3 separate regions of the Mus musculus genome follow, and regions 1 and 2 are each linked to region 3. Evidence: chromatin contacts called from public HiChIP or PLAC-seq and promoter capture Hi-C data. All regions are on one chromosome and are shown on one strand. The core of a region is the stretch at or near the end of the contact, and the rest is flanking DNA. Distances in the headings are between cores, read along the strand shown.

Region 1 (4,606 bases), core at 847-3,346, 440 kb before region 3:
TTCACCTTAGATGATTATCCCTCTTGATGATCGTGTGGAAATGGGTACTGGGAGCTCCATCCTTCCTTTTTGCTCATGTCACCCTGTGAGTGCAATTGCTTTTATAAATGTATATCATTGCGCTGCCCGTGCTGATGTGAATGAGAGGTGTGCTGTGCTAGACCAGGCTCCATATTGAAAGCTCCCTCTCCCCTGCTCATGTTTCTGTTAGCCACAAAACACTTGTTGAAACTGGCCAAGTTGACCAGGGTAGAAGAAGGATTCTGTAGCTGAGTGTAGTTCCTTGTCCTCGAATTCTGTGTTTAAGAAACCTACCAGTTGCCTTCCCAAGGAGAAGAAGAAACATTGAGATTCTCCCCTTTAATAGCAACATGCTATTAGGTCATAGAGAAATGAGGGAAAGTAGGATTTTTTTCTCCATTTTAATATGCATTTCTAATAGGAAAAAGACAATTTAGTTAAGGCTTTTCAGCTGTTTTCACAAATGAATCTCCATTTTTATGTAAAATTTATTAATATAATAGGGTTTATTTTCCAAATGTTTTTAGAGTCTGAATTTTGATTTGTCTCATCTGCAGGTTTTCCAGGAGAAATAAAAAGGAGGACCTCACTGTTTACAGATTAAAGGTGTTTATCTTTTGTTATTGGTTATAAGAACAGTGTAGGTTCAGAGTGGAAAGGACATGTGTTGACTTATGAGAGAATTGGAAAGAGAGATAAAGTTTAAATTGTGTTCCCAATAAAGCTGCTCTTTTTGTCACATTCAATCTTTATGCATTTGAACCCACTATGGATTTGTTTCCCATTGGCATGGAATAAATTGATTTTGGACACTTGTCTCTGTTTATTCTCCCCGGACATTATATTATTCCTGAAGAGCACTCATAGTATGATGCATAAAATGAGATTTTTGTATTGAAATAAAGGAAGATTAGACTTTTATGTCACCCAGTAATCACACCCCATTTTCCTTTATTAAGAAAAAATACATCCACAAATGTCTGATTTATTCTCCCCACTGTTCTAAGCAACATGTCCTACAGGTTGTGACCTTTTCTCTGTGGAATGGGATGGTAAGACACAGGCTGTGCTTCCAGCACAGCACAGATTGTGAAACTGTCCTTCCTCCCCAGCTCTTCAATGCCTGGCTCCCTATTTCTTTCTTTGCTCGGATACCTAGTCTCTCCTAGACTGCTTCACTCGTGTATTTCCATGCATGAATGGCTATTCATGTGGATGCTTGTGTGTAAATGGGCACTGAGTATTTTCAGCCTGCTTCCTTCCTGATGTCACCCGGGAAACACAATTGCTTTTATAAAATTATAACGTTGATCTGCAGGTGCTAATGTGAGGGAGCCATGGGCTGTGCTAGACCAGGCTCCTTCTTACTTTAAAGCCTCTCTGCCTCTAGCGCCTGGTTTTGCTAAAGGTAGCCCCACAGCACTTGCTGAAACTGCCCAAGTTGACATCATATGAGGTTGTATTGAGCTGAGCAAGAGGAAAACAGAAAAATAGCAAGATTTAACTGTTCTGATGCTCAGAATTCATAGCAGAACCTGGGCTGATTTGAAACTTGGCCTGTGTTTCTATGTATGTGTTGTTCCATGCAAGTCTTTTTGAAGAACACATTTAACTTGCTCAAAAAGAGACATTCAACCTGGATCTTGATAATTATAAACTGACCTCATCAGTTAGGAAGTCCAAGCATAAAGTCTTCTTGGACTTGTAATATGAGATGTGAGTCCCAATTACTGTTGCTTTAAACTACATTGCCAAGAATGTAAGGGTGATCTAGCCGCAACATCTGTCATTCCCTTGACCACTAGGGTGACTCAGCTGACCTAGCTGGCTATCTTCTTCCTTCCCCAAAACTGTGCCCTAGGTCAAAGAGGATAACCTTCCTCAAATAAAGGAGAACTGTCCTTCTGTCAAGAGTCTATGAGTAGCTGTGTTTTTCTGTTAGAACCCCAAGCAAGTTACATTACCAAGAGAACTTAAAATGGAATAAAATAAAATAAAATTACTGCTAGGGTCTATGAATAATTACAACTCCAGTTCCTCTTCCTGCAGAGTGGGATAATGGGAAGGAAGAAAATGACTGGAGTTGTAAAGAAAAAAAATCTCTAAAAGTATCAGGGGTATGGGGAGACTGCTGTGCAAGTGAGGACCACAAACTCTAAAATCCAACAAAGGCTGCATCCTTTCCTTCCCAGTACACATGGTAGGAGAAAGCCACGTGAACTCACTCATCAGGGCACCAAGCCTTGTCAACTTTAGAGAAGGAAAATAACAAGAAATTGCCCTTTTTCAAAGAACTGATTTGCAAATGCTGGGATAGTCTGGGGTACCTCTTCACTAGCACTTCATTTTGCCTTTTTCCAAATGCCAGTTAGTTTGTTGTGTGCCTGGGACACTTAAGTGGTGGACAGGGTCAACTTTAACCCTGATATTGCACCCTTTCCTTCTTTCCTGTACACCCTGACCATTCCTGGGCATGGTTATTCCTTTTCCTAAAGCAGTAAAAACACAGGATAAATGTAGGATTGAAAGGATGAAACCTTACAAGTTTCTAATTAAATGAAGAAGAAAGAAGAGGAGGAGGAAGAGGAAGAGGAAGAGGAAGAGGAAGAGGAAGAAGAGGAGGAGGAGGAAGAGGAAGAGGAAGAAGAAGAAGAAGAGGAAGAAGAAGAGGAAGAGGACGACTAATCTATAAATGAAATTTCCTTATATCCTTCCCTAGATTCCCAAGTTTCTGAAAAGGATTTGGGTGTAAAACTTGAGCTAATACAGCCCTCATTTTTGTGTATCCTCTGCAGATACACAGAAAGGGCACAGGCGACATTTGCTATGGCTATGGGAAGTTGATTCAAACACACCATTTTACCTGAGTCTTAGCTTCTAATGTGTAAAATGATTGTAATTCATGATTTTGTTGTGAGGATTATTAGACTCAAAGATGTCTGTTGGATTGGGGATGTAGCTCAATTGATAAGAATGCTGACCTGGGATGTATGAAGCCCAGGATTTGCTCCCCAGCACTGCATGAACTAGGTATGGTGACACCTGCCTGTAATTCAGGAAACAGTCAGGAGATTCAGAAGTCCAAGGCTATTTCAGTGGCATGAAGCTAGGCTATGAGGTTCTGACTCAAAACAAAGAAGCAAATATGAACTGCAGTGCAGAATAAGATTGCTCAGGAGGAGTTTCTCTCTCTCTCTCTCTCTCTCTCTCTCTCTCTCTCTCACTCTCTCTCTCTCTCTCTCTTCTAATTAGAGGAATCTGTCTTTTCTTATTAAGCTATAATCTCTTCCCCTGGTCCTGGTTCTACTGGTTTTACTTGTTTGTTTATTGGATATTTTATTCATTTACATATTCCCTGACTCCCCTCTGAAAACTCCCTCCCCCTCCCCCTGCTTATATGAGGGTACTCCCCCACTCCCCCATCCTCTCCCACCTCACTGTCCTGGCAGTCCCCTACACTGGGGCATTGAGCCTTCACAGGACCAAGGGCCTCTTCTCCTATTGATGTCCGACAAGGCCATCCTCTGCTACATATGAGGCTGGAGCCATGGTTCATTCCATGTGTACTCTTTGTTTGGGGGGGTCTGGTTGGTTGGTATTGTTGTTCTTCCTATGGGGTTAAAAACCACTTTAGCTCTTTTAGTCCTTTCCCTAACTCCCTCATTGGGGACCCCGTGCTCAGTCCAATGGTTGACTGCGAGCATCTGCCTCTGCACTTGTTATGTTCTGACAGAGCCTCTCAGGGGACAGCTATATCCGGCTTCTGCCAGCAAGTACTTCTTGGCATCTGCAATAGTGTCTGGGTTTGGTGTCTGTATGTGGGATGGATCCCCAGGTGAGGAGGAGTTACTCTTGCACAGCATGGGTAAGGTTTGATCTCTATCACTGGAAAGCAAAAGCTGAATGTCCTATATCAACCAAACACAGAACAAATGCCATGTTTACAGTAGCTGTTTAAGAAACAGAAAGTACATGAATTTGCTTCCCAGTAACCATAGGGTGTCTTACAACTATTTGTAGCTCCAGTAACAGAGGATAAGAGACACTGTTTGTGGTACACGTGCATAGATTCAAGCAACACGCTCACATAATATAAACTAAATAAATCTTAAAAATAGCAACGATCCCTCCATGTCCTTATTTATAAATTGGGGCTTATTACATATTTATTATATAATCACTGTAGAGTTATAAGCGTGTAGTATCCTATAGAATGACAAAGTACTACTTTGGGCTACAATAGGGTTTGCTATACAGAGGTGTGCTTTCTGCATCTCACGAGTGCTTAGCATCCTCTGGATGGCAGGGTAAGGTGTGTTTGGAGGTTCTAATCCTGGTTGAAACGACTTGTGGGGAGGAGCACAGGACTGGGGAGTTCTGACACACTCGGTCAACAACTGAGTGGAGAAGCTCATGGTTGGTTTGCAGAGTTGTTGTCTTGAGGTGAGGAAATGGGGCTACATATGAAGTCCAACTGAGAAAGTGAAGCAGAAAATGACAGCACCTCTGACGTTAGTATTTGCCACATTTCTGTCATGTTTCTCACTGGCTAGGGAAGGTGCATGTGGTAGGTATGGTGTGTGTG
Region 2 (4,500 bases), core at 472-2,971, 330 kb after region 3:
GACCAGGTATTCCCTGCTTATTTGTAAGGAGGTGAGTAACTTTAGTAGAATAAGCAATCTGTGATGGAAGCTATAACACAGCGGGGGAGTAAGCAAAGTTCTACCTCCTTATTGAAAGCTATCAAGTAAAAGCAAGAATATAGTGCTTAAGGAGTTATTTTTCCATTAATTAAGTTGTGTATTTACTTTTCATCCCAAATCGCTGCCCCCTTACATAAACACTCCCTCCATCCCCCTTCCTTTCTCCTCTGAGAGGGTGGAGGCCCCATTGGGTATCTATCCCCCCATCCTGGCACATCAAGTTCCTTCAGGACTAGGTACATCATCTCCCAATGGGGCCAGACAAGGCAATCCAGTTAGGTGAACAGGATCCACAGGCAGGCAACAGATTTAGGAACAGCCTCACTCCAGTTGTTGGGAGACCCACATGAAGACTGAACTATGCATCTGCTACATATGTATGGAGGGCTTAAGTCCCCCCGACATGGTCAGTGTTTCTGTCTCGGAAAGACCTCAATGGTCCAGGTTAGTTGACCCTATCAATCACTCCTGTGGAGTTTCTATCCCTTCCAGATACATAAGTGATCCCCAAAACTCTATCAAAGAATAGCTGTAGCTGAAAAACACCTTCAGCAAAGTGTCTGGATACAAAATTAACTAGAAAAAAACCCCAGTAGTTCTCCTTTATACAAGCAATAAAAAGGCTAGGAAAGAAATCAGGGAAACAACATATTACATAATAATCATAAATAATATAAAATATCTTGGTGTGACTCTAACGAAGCAAGTGAAAGACCTGTCTGACAAGAACTTCTAGTGCCTGAAGAAAGAAACTGAGAACGTTAGAGTAATTTTAAAGTTTTAATTTACATTAAATTTGAATTTCTCTCATATTAAAAAAGAAATAATACAGTGATGTGGACCAATATTGAAGAAAACATTGATAGAGAAGAAAATTCCTGAGCCCAGTTACACTGTGGTCCTTTCCCCAGCGTCTTCACAACTTGGTTATTTGGACTCAGGTTTCTACTGAGTAAAATGGGAGCTGATTGAGATACTTCCAACAGTTAAACCATGATCTACAGCAACAACAGTGCTATGATAAAAGGTCTGTGTGCTCAGGTAGTGAAGTTGGTCTTGACCTTTTAGGAAAAACATCTAAAAATTTGACTGTAGTAACTTTAATAGTCCGAGTGCGAAGATCTGAAAAATAACTCATAAGAAATAAAGAAATCTAAGGGCAAACGTGGTGTCTATTCTGCTAGCTTGTGAGTCCTGGGACTCTTTTGTCTCTGCTTTCCACCTCTCCGTAGAAGCACTGAGATTATAGATGTGCATTACCTCATCTGTCTTTTATATGGATTCTGGGGTTTCAAACTTCTGTTCCCTCTCTGGTACAGGAAGCAAGTACCCACGGAACCATCTTTGCAGAGCCTCCATGCCCATTACTGCAGCGGTAAGGATCACAAGTGCCCATCAGGCGGTTTTGGATCATCGAAGGGAAGAGATAGAAAAGGAAGATTTTAATTTATAAAGCAGATTCCTCAAAACTTGCTAAGAGTTTCCCTCTGTGACTGTCTACCTGACACAGACAGACTTTAGCAAAATCACCCATCCCCATAAAGAAAACACAGCTTTAAAACCCTGCAGTACTGCAGGGCCTGAGCTGGCTTTGTGATGACGCACTGTGCAGGGTGTGAGTACAAATCAAAGAACTGAGAGTTCTTTAATTTTCACCTCAGCATGTGCCAAGCTGGCTACTGAGTCCTCTCCTCCCTTGGCAGTGCTGCAGTGCCAGAGCACACACCAGAAGCCATGATGAATGTGTCCTAGATTCTAGGACAAGGTGAGGACAAGGTCAGAAGAAAAAATCAAGTCTGACTGGGTGTATACAGTTTGAGTTCAGCATATGACAAGAGACCTAACTGACCCCTTTTCTTTTTGCCTATTATTTAAAAATTCCAAACATGTATATAATATATATTGGTCACACCCCCCATTCCCTCCCACTAGCTCCCTGAATGTATCCCCCTCTTCTTCCCCCAAAGTTCATGTATCATCTCACTTCCTTTTAAGTGTGTTATGAGTGTTTGCCTGCAAGAATCCCCTGCTTGTCAGGAGCCCATAGAGGTCAGAAAAATGTTTCTGATCTCCTAGAGTTGCAGACAGACAGACAGCTGTGGCCCTCCATGTGTTGCGAAGCAAACATAGGTTCACTGCAAGACAAATAGTATATACTAGTTGGTTATTTCTCCAGTTCATCATCACCATCATCTGGGTCACCATCATCATCATCAGTTTTACAATCTAGTATCTTTGAGTGTTTCAAAGAGGTTTCTGAGTTGTGCAATGATATTTTAAGAAAACATGTATACGTTGGTTTTGTTACATTTTAAATATAGAGAAAATTTAAATAAGTTAATATCCAGTCTTATTACAAATGAAATTATCTACAATAATTTCATCTCCACCTAATAATATTGGTTTCATTAGAAAACTGAAAGTGTATTCCCTCCAAATAAAGTCTACTAAAAATAGAATGATGTGAATTTTTGAAAATCAAAAATCCCTAGTAGTCATTCAAGAAAAGAAAAAATTAAAATAGGATAAGTAATTGAATAATGTATTGTTATTAAACACAGCACAATTAAAACATTATCGCTCCAATGTCCAGCATTTTAAAATTGTTAGCTTCAGAAGTTGTGTTCCAGAGGCAGCCACAGTTATACCTCATGTTGGCAGCCAAGCTTGGTAGTGTAAGAATCACCAAGTGGTAATGGCTTTGAAAGAATGAAGTAGTTATGGAGAGCAGGAGAGGCTTGTCTCTGAGAGGCCAGGAGAGGCCATTGGCCATGCAGTACAGCCTCATAGCAACTGAATGTCTAGTATTGAAGGGGCCGGGCAGAGACATTGAGGCTTGGCATAATTAAGAATATTTCTGACAGTGCAGCCAAGTTGCAGAAGAAGACCCCAGCATTTTGGAGATGCGAGTACCCTGGAATGACCCCTAAGGACAGCAACAGCCTTAAAGTCGAACCTACCTGAGCTTAGAGGAGAAGCTGTGTGTGCTACAGAGGGCAGAGATGGGGAAGTGACCCAAGCCTTTTGGAAGAGCCCAGAAGATAGTGCATGAATCTCAGATAATCAGGCATTGAGATATTTATACTTCATAGGAACACTCTGTTTAGTTGTTCACATGTACATCCTCATTATTTTATTCATGATGGAATGGAATACATGGACTTTAGTAGGGATGCCAAGATCAAAACAAAAGTGAGTGGTAAAACCAATGTCTATACCTGAAACCCAGTGTGCTAAAGCCCCACAAATCATAATGTAAATCAACAGTATCTTCTAGATGTGGCTAAATCAGATGTTAAAAAGGTTGTGCATCTCTACTCAGGCAAGTGGAGGTTTTTTAACAAATATGGCAGGTGGATTTTCCCTAAGTTTCCACTGCTGCTGCCTCTGCCATTACAACCCTCTTCCTCCTCCCTACCCCCTCCTTCATGCCATTCCTTTCTTTTCTGCTCCCTTCTCCTCCTCTTTAGCTCTGCCCCCTCTACCCCCTCCCTTCCTCTTCTCTTCTTTCCTTCCATTTTTGGTTAAGGTTTTTATTTTAGCTCACATATTGAGATATAGCCCACCATAGCGTTGAAGTCACGGCAGCAGGACTTTAAAACCCTGGGATAATTTGCACCTCCTGTCAGGAAGCAGAAAGATGAGAATGTTGCTGTTCAGCTTTCTGGTTCTATTCTTATAATTATCTTTCATTTATCCATTGACAATCTCATACATGCATACAGCGTGTCTTAATCATATCTACCTCTATTTCACCCTCCCTTCCCTTTCCACCCCAAGCATGTCCCCTCTAACTTTCATGTTCTCTTTTGAATTTATTTTGTTGTGACCCGCTGAGTTCCGTGAGAGCTGCCTGCTGGGATGTTGACTTGGCCTTGTCTAGGTGTTGTGTAAGTCATCATAACGATGGTGAGCTCATGAGTGCAATGATCATTTCATGTGCTAAAGACAGCGTTTCCCTCTATTCCTTCCTACCCTCTGGCTCTTCCTGCCTGGCTCCTCTCTCACAACCTCCTCTGAGCCTTGGAGAGTGAGCGAGATGAAATAGATGTCACATTTAGTGCTGCGCTATCAACAGTCCATTATAACAGCACCTTGATAAGAGCTATGAGTCTCTGTGCAGCTTCCCACAGCAAAAGAGGTTCCTTTGCCCAAGACTGGAAGTACCTCTAATCTATGGGTATAAACAGAATTAAAAATGATAAGCCTGGCATGGTGGCGCACGCCCTTAATCCCAGCACTCGTGAGGCAGAGGCAGGCAGATTTCTGCGTTCGAGGCCACTCTGATCTACAAAGTGAGTTCCAGGACAGGCAGGGCTATACAGAGAAACCCTGTCTCTAAAAGCCAAAAAAAAAAAGATAAGAATACTCGACTCAATGAATGCAAATATGAAGGAAATAATCCAAATTATTGCTGTT
Region 3 (4,498 bases), core at 32-2,531:
GAGAGCCAAGCTCTGAAGTCGCTCTTTGGCTTGCAACTTAGAAACCAAATATTGAAGACAGGATCCTACAGAGAGGGGTGTTTCAATACTGGAGCCCAAAGTTGACAGATGACCTACAACACACTAACAGTGAAGCAAGAACTCCTCCCACGTCATGCCAGATCTTGTGAGAACCAGCAAGGGCTAGGCAGCAGCATAATCAAAACCAAATGCTTTGCAGCGTTTTACCTGAAAGGAAGTTCTCTTGGTAGCCTTTGGACTCTTGGTGTACGCCAAAGTTGTGCTGAAGATTTCATCGGACATGGTGTGTCCTTTTTCTCTGCTTTTATACAACAGTTAATAAATTACTGAAATAATTCATTCAACCTCTGATGGTGGCTGAAATATACATATAAATATTTTAAAGAATTAGACGTTTTTACATGATCAAGACACTGTTCCTGGGATTAGTGCCCCACAACCCCGCTCCAAAGAGAAATCGCTCTAATCATTGTACAATATATTCACCTAAAAACGTTAAGAGCGTTTTATGTTAAGTACATAAAAATTTCACAACAAATTGGTTTTCACGAAAAGAAAATCCATGAGGAAGTTATTACTGTTCTACATCCACTAGAAGGATGAATGAACTACATAATAACAAAATGTTGCCAAACAATTTCACTTTCCATTATTAAAAACACACAGCATTGCGGACGCCACCACGACTTAGTTCAAGCTGCAACCAAGAGGACTGTCAAGGTTCCCAGCCCCGGAAATGGCTTGCACATAACAGTATTCAAAACGATGCTTAACCACAAGCAGCAGCGACATTTTCCCAAACCATTCGTTTGCTGTTACACACACATCTCCACACTAAGTTGCAGCACATCAGGCTTCCAGCGCGCGACGTCGGAGGCCCATTTGGATCGCCGGCCACCGCCCAGAGCTCCCCGGGCTGGCCAGGCGGCGTCCGCATCCCAGCTCCGCGCGGCTCCCGGCCCAGCACGCGCCAGGGCCCCGCACACCCAGCACGGTCCCCTCCGTTCCTCCACGTACCACGGCCCGCGCCTCCTGCATCCACCCCGCTCCCCGTGCACCCGGGCCCCTGTGACCACCTGAGAACCCAGCGGCTATGCTCTAGCACAGGTGTCGCCCCCGGCCCGGGCCTCGCGGTCTGGGAAACCAGGTATTGGAATAACCTGGAGGCGGGGCAAAAGATGGAGGCAGAAGGCGGTTGCTAGGCAACAGCGTCCCCGGGAGGAAGTGACTTCCAACCGCCTGGTCTCTTGGGTACCCAACACCGCCTTTCCGCCGGCGTCGCTGGGACAACCGCACAGACCAAGGAAGTGACATCACTGGTGGAGGTGTTGGGAGCGCGGTGCCCTATCAGCTTGTGTGCAATGGCTGTTACCTAGGAAACAAGACCGGCCCTCTGCCATCACGCCACAAGGAACCTTGATTGCCCCTGCTCAGAGTCCTTGTTTATAGGCAGGTATTGCGTGACCACGATGCAAAGCTTCCTTTTGCTAGTTAGAACGTGGAATGCGTGAGTCAGTGCAGTGTCAGCGGACTCAACAGAACGACGTAGTAGTGACGTTTGCAATCGTCGGAGTTAAACTGCACGTTTGATTCTTGGAATATGCAAAATAAGATCTCTATGATTTGATAAGAAACTAATAAGACTGTCTCCTTAAAGGATTGCAGTGAATACCGAATACAATATATAGCGAAATATTGGGAAATGTTTAGAATCGCATTCAGTTAATATTACATAGGAGCGTTTCTTGTAAGTAATGCAGTTGGGGGGGGGGGGGCGGAGGAGGAGGAGGCAGAGAGTAGGGGTAGGGGTGTGTGTGCTAAAGTATCCCATAAGCACACACAGCCCAGAGCCTGTTTTACATCTTTGGTGAAAAGTTTACCCTTTCTATATTTAGTAGATAATCTGGTTAAAAAGAAGTCAGCAAATAAAACACAGGGGAGAAGGCTGGAAAAAGTACTGCTGACAGTATCACTATCTTTGCCATTTAATAATTTATTAATACACAAAACACTTAAACTTTTAAAGTTACACAGACTTCATCTATTTTTAACTTGAAAAAGGTATGTCGAAATCAATTCATTAACAAGTGACTAAACTTGTTTCTGTATCTCCACAATGTTTCTTTTAAAAAATAACCCTGACAAATAGATCTTTAAATACACAAAAACAAATATGAAGTTCAGTGAGAAAAAGGTTTCTAAGTAATATTTGCAATAACTCCTTTAAAAAGCCTAGTTTAAGTTTTTCAACTTGTTCTTGGTTGGTAAATTTGTTTTGGCTAATTATGTTGTTTTTAACTATTTTTAAGTGAATATCTGCATAAGGAAAAGATTTTCTATTTTCACCAGTTACTGTTAGCTTTTCTATCCTACATTTTATTAACATCTATGATTCTGATAAAGGCCCTGTACCCACGGCGGGTACCCAAATGGGAAGAACTAATTTTTAGATAATGTGTAAGGGCTCTATTCATTTGGTATTCATTTAACTGATATAACTTTAATGTAGGCATGACTTACAAAAATAAACTTACAACAACATCAATGATAGAGAACACTGAGTTCCCAGCTACCAATAGGGCCGGGTTGCACACAATGGGAATGGGTTTCGGATGGTTGTTTGCCACAAGCACAAAGTGAGAGGCTCTAAAGAGAATTCTTTCTAGCAGCAATTCAGTTGTTACACATGTGAGTTTGAGTTGAGTACTAAGTATGGGAGAGAAGGCTGGACCTGAAGTCCAGTATATGGACCCACCTAACCATGGTTTTGAGTGGCTCAGCACAGGAACTGCTTTTAGTTAGTGCTCAAGATAATTTACTGTCAGTGATTCTTCAGGTTGCCTTTTGGTTTTGGTGTGTGTGTGTCTTTGTGTGTGTGCATGTGTGCACCTGCATGAGCACCTGTGCATGCCTGCATGTGTTTGGGCAGGATATAGGGTAGACGAAGACCCCTTTTCATATCACAAAGAAATTGAGATGTGACTTTTATTCAGCAGTTCCTAATCCTCGCTTAGCACAAAGTTAGTTGTTCTGTGGCTTGTGGTACAGGTTAGAGATCAGAAAAAATTGTTTAAAGGAACAAGGGTCTGTGCTCACAATCATCATGGGAGCAGTCTATGGGCACTGGATGGTATGCTGTAAGACATGAGTCCCCACAGCTCTTGCAGGTTGAAGGCTGAGTTCAGATACAAGTTGCAGAATTGTGGGGGGAAGGCACTGTGGCCAGGGAGAGACTCACAAAGGGGAACATCAGAGTCACAAGGAAAGCCACCTCATTGTAGTGATCTGTGGTGACTTAAGTGTATTTTTTTCTGTATGTGGGAAAAACTTAACATCACTATTTGAAAGAAATATCAACATTATCAAAATTAAAATGGAGTCACTTTGGTCAACCTTAAACTTAAAAGCAAATAATGAGCCAGGCAGTGGTGATGCACGCCTTTAATCCCAGCACTTGGGAGGCAGAGGCAGGCAGATTTCTGAGTTTGAGGCCAGCCGGGTCTACAGAGTGAGTTCCAGGACAGCCAGGGCTACACAAAGAAACCCTGTGTCAAAAAGACAAAACAAACAAAAAGCAAACAATGCTTTGATGTTGTGAAAGAAGGTGTCTGCATGGTTGACTGATACCACTAAAGATGGCCATAACCCTCTGCTTCAGATGTCACCCAGACCAGAAGTACTTCTGCAAGACATCTGCGGCCAGCACCTATCTGTTCAGACTGGAAATGACATCCCACTTTTTATTAACCAGAGACTGAAGATTATTGTTTCAAAATACCCCATTTGGGTCCTGTTCTCCAAGGTCCTTTCATGCGTCCATAATTTACATGTTCAGATCACAATGTTCTGCTGTTACTAAACAAGTCCTTTTTTAATTTTGGAGAATCTCTCTGTTTTGAGAAAAGCAAGTTGATAAATATAACTATGTACTTTTGCATGTTACATAAAGATATGTTTTATACAGCAAGAGAAACATGATTCTTTATTGTAAAATGGAACTCACTTTGAGCAAACTGTCTTTGTCATTAGGTTTATGTGCTAAGTCAGTAGTCACTACAGATGCTGTTCTTGTTAGAAACGTGGTCTGAGTGGATACTAGAACATTTGCTAACTCTATTGGGCCCACTATAATTCTTTCTGCTTTAGTAATTATTTATTTTAAACTTTATCTACCTTTGTGAAATATCTCCTTTTTGTATATTCACATTTTATAGGTGAGAAAATAAAGCAAACTTAGTTTTTCTCAGTATATTTATTTCAGTTATTAATGAACAGAGAAAAACTGGACCCAGTTAGGCTAATGTAGAACTGGTGCTCTTAACTAACAGTCTAAGTGGATAGCCCTGCCACCAGAGCTAATTCCTAACACCTGTAAAATATATTGCTTTATTTGTTTTTAATTAGATTGATTTTTACAGTATGTAGGAAATATCCCCTATGATTTTGGAGAAACCAACATAACCACAGGAATCTTCAC

The links. Promoter capture Hi-C pulls out the DNA fragments that hold promoters and counts their contacts. HiChIP or PLAC-seq counts read pairs in DNA pulled down with a chosen protein or histone mark.
Region 1: a contact with region 3 is called in an H3K27ac HiChIP or PLAC-seq map of acute myeloid leukemia, with 5 times the contacts expected there. The contact joins the enhancer-like site here to the promoter of Map9 in region 3. A contact is called at or near these places in 2 of 39 promoter capture datasets (hippocampal neurons and liver), 1 of 15 datasets of contacts at CTCF or cohesin (pro-B cells), 3 of 484 Hi-C or Micro-C datasets (the HPC-5 cell line, granulocyte-monocyte progenitors and nephron progenitors) and 6 of 115 datasets of contacts at active chromatin or transcription factors (acute myeloid leukemia, bone marrow-derived dendritic cells, embryonic basal ganglia and 3 more).
Region 2: a contact with region 3 is called in a promoter capture Hi-C map of liver, with 5 times the contacts expected there. The contact joins the enhancer-like site here to the promoter of Map9 in region 3. A contact is called at or near these places in 5 of 39 promoter capture datasets (cranial neural crest, embryonic stem cells, frontonasal cranial neural crest and 2 more), 1 of 15 datasets of contacts at CTCF or cohesin (CD8 T cells), 3 of 484 Hi-C or Micro-C datasets (the STO cell line, embryonic fibroblasts and liver), 14 of 115 datasets of contacts at active chromatin or transcription factors (the 230-238 cell line, craniofacial prominence, embryonic basal ganglia and 10 more) and 3 of 9 other capture datasets (adipose tissue, liver and pancreatic islet).

Annotation. Positions count from the first base shown.
Region 1 is chr3:82,791,076-82,795,681 of GRCm38.p6, reverse strand. No RefSeq gene overlaps it. Among named protein-coding and RNA genes, the nearest start is that of Rbm46, 83 kb to the left of the region's middle. Within about 2 kb of position 2,096, at least 35 of the 459 cell types and tissues checked have an H3K27ac peak or open chromatin away from gene starts, as enhancers often do. A contact at or near this core is called in acute myeloid leukemia, where this site is marked.
Region 2 is chr3:82,024,717-82,029,216 of GRCm38.p6, reverse strand. No RefSeq gene overlaps it. Among named protein-coding and RNA genes, the nearest start is that of Asic5, 30 kb to the right of the region's middle. Within about 2 kb of position 1,721, at least 4 of the 459 cell types and tissues checked have an H3K27ac peak or open chromatin away from gene starts, as enhancers often do. A contact at or near this core is called in liver, where this site is marked.
Region 3 is chr3:82,354,855-82,359,352 of GRCm38.p6, reverse strand. Map9 (microtubule-associated protein 9) reads right to left here and starts at 1,281. Exons shown (of 14, transcript NM_001081230.1): 1 at 1,098-1,281; 2 at 229-378. The coding sequence starts at 303.